Regions from separate parts of the Mus musculus genome. Here region 2 is linked to region 1. Evidence: chromatin contacts called from public HiChIP or PLAC-seq data. All regions are on one chromosome and are shown on one strand. Each heading gives the region's core, a stretch centred on a gene start, on an enhancer-like site or on the middle of the called end of the contact. The rest is flanking DNA. Distances are from core to core; before and after follow the strand shown. Region 1 holds the start of Ccdc93 (coiled-coil domain containing 93). Region 2 has its middle 13 kb from the start of Ddx18.

Region 1 (2,700 bases), core at 176-2,675:
TTACTGCTCTTACAGAGGACCTAGGTTTGATTCCCAGTGGCTATGAGATAGCTCATAATTTTCTGTAATTCAGGTACCAGGGGAACCTCATACCCTCGAATTTCTTTGAGCCAGAGGCATGCACATGGTATGTAGGCATACATACAGGCACAACAGTCATACACCTAAAATAAAATAATAAATCTAAGAAAAAACAATCAAAAGTTATCAGAGATATTAAGAGGAAGAAAGGAAGCAAACACAAAACCTCTTTAATGGCAAGAAGCATATGTTTTTCCAGTTTTCCACCCGTCCTTCAGTAAAGATCTCTCCTACAGCAGAAGACTTCATGTCACTTCTGCCTCCATCTCTTACAAAATGAAAATAGGCTGGTAAGCTGTTCTGCAGCAGGTGCTGGGCTGGCAGGAAAAAGACAACCCTTTTGTATAGCTGCCATCCTCTGGGACAGACAAGGGGCACATTGCATAAGTGGTACAGCAGCTAATCGTATGTGATCACCGGACTCTGCATTTTACAAAACATGTCCCCAGAAAGATGCAGGGTGTCAGGATGAGATGGGTGAGGATTATTTTCCAAAACAAAATTTTCCTGGAAATAAAATGCAGAGACTAGGAAGGAACAAATGTAATGATCTCTTTTTGAGTTCTCTGTCCCCAGGTCCACATGTTAATAGCTGGCACAAGAGTGTGTTAAACATGGCTGGAACTGGGTCTTAGCTGGGACTGACTCAGGAGCTGGGAGCTGTCCAAGCCAGGCTTGGAAAGAACCAAACTCAGAATCTGATACCCAGGGAAAGGAAAGGGAGCCAGAAGGCAAGAGATCCTCACGACACAGGGAAATAGCTTTTAAGAAGCTCCGTGAAGGCCAAGAAACTAGAAAGTGGGAATAGTTAAAAGAACTCTGGTGATATAACAGTTGAAGGGAGAAATACTAGAGGTAGAAGGATTTAAGAAGGGAAGGGACCGGCAAGGAGATGGTAGAGAAAAGAGGGTGGGTGTTCAAGTAAAACTAAGGATATATGAAAATGCCATAAGGAAACGTGCTACTTTGTAAACGAAAAAAAAAAAAAAAAAAAAAAAAAGGAACTGATCATGGTGGCGCATTCCTATAAACTATAGGGGAACAAAGTCATCCTTAGGAAGTGCTAAGCCAGGCTGGCTAAGACACTGTCTCAAGGAACAAAAAAAAAAGAAAAAAAGAGGAACAATAAGAAAGCATTTTAAGAAAACTTAGGAAAGAAAGGAAAAAGTAGGAAAAGAAAAAAGAAAAAGAAAGAGAAACATTTTTAAAAGAAAGAAAAAGTACCTTAGGAGGAATCTTGAGTTCAGCACCTCCTCTGAGGGGAGGATCGGTTACTCGGGATCCAGCCCCGCCCAGCAGTGCTGGCTGTCCTTGCGCAGGCGCAGTGGTTCCTCGCTTCAGCACTAGTGCGCATGCTCCGCGGGGCCACGGTTCTCCGACCTGCTGTGGTAGTGTCAGCTCCTGTGAAGGAAGTTTCCGCTTTGCACCCCACCCGGATCACAGTTCGGTTGTAGGGCCCGCTCTCTCCGGCTCCACATCAGCGCATCTGGATCATGGGGTTACCCAAGGGGCCAGAGGGCCAGGGACTCCCGGAGGTGAGGACCTCTGTCCCTGACACCCTGGGGTTGCTGGGGAGAGAGGGCCGAGCCCAGGGCGGCGGGCAGGGACCAGCCTGGGGTGGCGGGGACACTGTCTATGGTTGCTCAGGTGTGTCTGTCCCAAGGCGGGCCCTAGGTACCCTGGAGGGGCAGCTGACTGGTCCCCCGGCGTGCCAGGGTGCATCGTGTCGCTGGGTGCAAACTTAAGGGTTCCTGGGTCCTCTGGGGACAGAGGAAACATCCAGATCCCGGCCCAGATGCAACCTCACACATCACGAGGTCCCCGGGAATTCCTATCTCGGGTTGTCTGGAGGCCCCTCACATTGCGAGACTGGCTTCCCCCGGGCCAAGGCTGCTGCGCTTAGGAGTCTCAGCAGTCACGAGATGAGCGGTGGGACTGTCCTGCTCCCGGTGTGCAGGGGGCGGTGACCTTGGGACACACACCTTCTGCGGGACCCATGTGGCCAGCCTTTCATTCCCTTTTGTCAGGAAGGCACGCTACCTACCCGGCTTGTAGCCTCCTGCCCCTCCCCCCGTCCCACGGGCCGGGGAGGGTGAAGGAAGTTTGGAAGCTCTGCGCACATCAGGGTGATGACAGAGTTGAGGACACTCTCTCCTGTGGTGCCTGTGTCGGGACAGGAACATGCTGCGTGTTCTAAGGAGGGAGGACCTTTTCAGAAATGGTTTAGTCGAGTACTCAGCCAGTACTCATTCGATCCTATGAACAGGACTACCACGTAGGCTGGGAAGAAAAGTGCAACCACTCTCTAACGGTGGGCTACCGTTAGAGCTTGGCTGTGGGATTTCCAGTTGTCCTCCTAGTTGCTTTACTCAAAGCTCTGAGCTTAGAGAAGAGTCCCAGTTTCCAGAGAGAATTAGGGAACACCTCTAAGGCACCTGGATCTCTTTCTAAGGCTGGAAGGCAGGCTTTGGCAGAGGTGTGGTGTGCCTATTTGACACTGTGCCTAGTGCCCGTTCTTATTCAGCTGCGCCGATCTTGCTTCCCCGTGCCCCTCACAAATCCTTCTGTTACATCTTCATCCTACTCATTACAGAGTCGAAGTGTTCTGTGTCCAGGTGA
Region 2 (2,700 bases), core at 86-2,585, 150 kb after region 1:
AACTGTAATGTAAATATCTGTTTCCCAATGGTCTTTGGTGACCCCTGATAAAAGGGTCCTTTGACTCCTAAAAAGGCCATGACCCACAGGTTGAGAAACACTGCTATATAAGAACATGGAAGAAAGCAGCCTTTTTATCTGCTTGCCCTTATCTTTCTAGCAAGTACATTTCTTCGCTGGCATTAGAGCCTACTTCTTTGGGATTCTGGCAGAAACAGATTTTGGTATCAGAAGTGGTTCTCAAACAACATAAGTATAAGGATGAATCTTTTAAGTATCTGGAATAGATTTCTCAATTAGGCAACACCTATAGCTCCTGATGCCTATCCAGTCACTCCTTCTCTTGGGAGCCAGTAGAATAGTGAGAACCCATGGTGTGATCTATATTACCAAATTAAGAAGATGAATGCATTCAATTATCCTGATTTGTTAATTGTAAGTGGTAATGGATTTGGTGACCCTGTATATGGAACTTTTGACAGTTTGGGGGGAAATAAGGAAAATGGTGCTGCTGGTTGGTTGCTCTTAGTAGCTCTGGGTTAACTGATAAAGGATAGGAATGAGGTAATGATAAAGTTAGTCAATTCCTAGCATCTCAGAATATAGGGAAGGACAACAAAGAACTTAGTGAAAAAATTGACTGGCTCCAGATGTGCATAAACAGTCTAAAGGTTTCTAAAGCCCTGGAAGAGAGTCTTCTCGGCAGCAACCATGGAGTTGTAGAAAGTCAAACCAAAGCCCTCATTATAAGGTTGACTGGATTACAATGAAAATTCCAGTCCCAGTCTCAGAGGGTGTCAGCAGTTAAAACAAAGGGTATTAACTGGTAAAAAATGGAATCCTATAACTTAGGATGGGGATTTGTTCTCTCTCAGTTAAAAAAGATGTCAAAAGGTTGTTTGAATGGTTGGCTAGAGGGAAGGAGTTGGAGATGCCTAATATCCCTTGGCTTAGAGTTGATGAGAGAATTTTAAGGTTCAGGGACGTTACACTGCTAGAGTGGACATGCCGTGTAAAACCTAAACCTTTACAATAGTAAGGTTCAGAAGATGTGCCCTTCACTAATCCTATAAGAAACAAAACAGTGGAAGGGGCACCAGCAGAGTGGTGCTTTGTTACCACCCCTTTCCTGGAGCCAGACCTTAGGGTTAGAGCTGCTGCTGTTGCTCTACTGGACACATTAAATGCAATGCATTTAACTGGGCCCCTGAGGTAGCAGGGGACAATCCACAGAGGCAAAGTGATCATAAATATGATAATGGGCAACATAGACAAAGCAATGTTTATAATGACCTAGCCTGTAATGGTAAGCTGAGGCAAAGTACATTTTATAATGGCATGACTCGTGTAGACCTTTGATTCTAGTTAATGAATAATGGTGTTTCCAGGCATAAAGTAGATAAGAAGCCTATGGCATTTCTGTTTGGTCTGTACAAGTGAAAAAATTCTTAAACAAATGAATGCAAGATTATATTGGATCATGGCGAAAGGCAATCTCAGACCATGAATCAATTTTCCTAGTTGAGCCAGTTTGCAGGTCCAGAACCTCTTCAATAAAGGAGTGTTTAGGGTTCCCTGAAGAAGGACCCTGATAAGACACCTAAAAGTTTTCTTGCTAGCCTTTCTCCATCCTTCTCCAGAGGGAACTACGCCCTTGTACAAAGATAACTGGGGGAAAGGAAATAATCAGACTTTTCTGGGGTCAAATTGAATTCTGCTTCTGAACTGACACAGATTCTGGGATGTTCTCAAGAAACACTGTGGCCCTCACGTAAAGTACGGGCTTTGAAGTCAGGTGATTAGTGGAGTTTTGGCTGAAGTCTAATTCACAGTAGGCCCAGTAGGACCCTGAATTCATCATGTGGTTATTTCTCCAGTTCCAGAATGAATAATTGGGATAGATATACATAGAAGTTAGCAGAATTTTCACTTTGGATCCCTGACCTGTGGAGTAAAGGCTATTATGGTTGGAATGGCTAAATGAAAGCCTGTAGATATTCCTTTGCCAGGGAAAATAGTGAATCAAAACCAGTTTCACATCTTTGGAGGAATTGCAGAAATTAGTGCCACCATCAAGGACTCCTTTCTGGCCAGTGCAGAAGACAGACTGATCATGGCGATTGACAGTTGACTATAAAAACTCATTAGGCAGTGACTGATTGCAGCTGCTGTATCAGATGTGTTGTCCTTAATTGGAGCAGATGAACACAACTCTCAGTACATGGTATGCAGCTATTTATCTAGCAAATACCTTTTTCTCAGTACATGTCCATAAGGACCACTAGAAGCAATTTGCTTTCCAGTTGGCAAAGCCAGCAATATACATTTACAGTTTTTCTGCAAGGATATATTAAATTTCCTGCTCTGTGTCATTAGTTAGAAAGGATCTTGATTGTCTTTTCCACAAAACATAACATTGGTGTACTATATTGATGACGCTATGATGATTGGACCAAGTGAGCAGGAGATAGCGACCACTTTGGACTCATTGGTAACACATATTCAAATCAGAGGATGGGAAATAAATCCAACCAAAATTCACAGACTGTCTACCTCAGTGAAATTCTTAGGAGTCCTGTGGTATGGGGCATGTAGAGATATTCCTTCTAAGGTGAAGGATAAGTTATTGCACCCAGCCCTTCCCACCACCAAGAAAGAAACACAACTGTTTAGTGGACCTATTTGGATTCTGGACAGAGC

What was found. HiChIP or PLAC-seq counts read pairs in DNA pulled down with a chosen protein or histone mark.
Region 2: a contact with region 1 is called in an H3K4me3 HiChIP or PLAC-seq map of intestinal villus epithelium, with 5 read pairs. The contact joins the enhancer-like site here to the promoter of Ccdc93 in region 1. A contact is called at or near these places in 4 of 39 promoter capture datasets (the C10 cell line, the HPC-7 cell line, hematopoietic stem and progenitor cells and 1 more), 1 of 484 Hi-C or Micro-C datasets (LSK cells) and 2 of 115 datasets of contacts at active chromatin or transcription factors (bone marrow-derived macrophages and intestinal villus epithelium).

Annotation. Positions count from the first base shown.
Region 1 is chr1:121,429,642-121,432,341 of GRCm38.p6, forward strand. Ccdc93 (coiled-coil domain containing 93) reads left to right here and starts at 1,426. Exons shown (of 24, transcript NM_001025156.2): 1 at 1,426-1,616. The coding sequence starts at 1,575. It overlaps Gm35243 (a long non-coding RNA gene), which reads right to left and starts at 1,427. Exons shown (of 2, transcript XR_387343.4): 1 at 1,306-1,427; 2 at 1-588.
Region 2 is chr1:121,580,011-121,582,710 of GRCm38.p6, forward strand. No RefSeq gene overlaps it. Among named protein-coding and RNA genes, the nearest start is that of Ddx18, 13 kb to the left of the region's middle. Within about 2 kb of position 1,336, at least 7 of the 459 cell types and tissues checked have an H3K27ac peak or open chromatin away from gene starts, as enhancers often do. A contact at or near this core is called in intestinal villus epithelium, where this site is marked.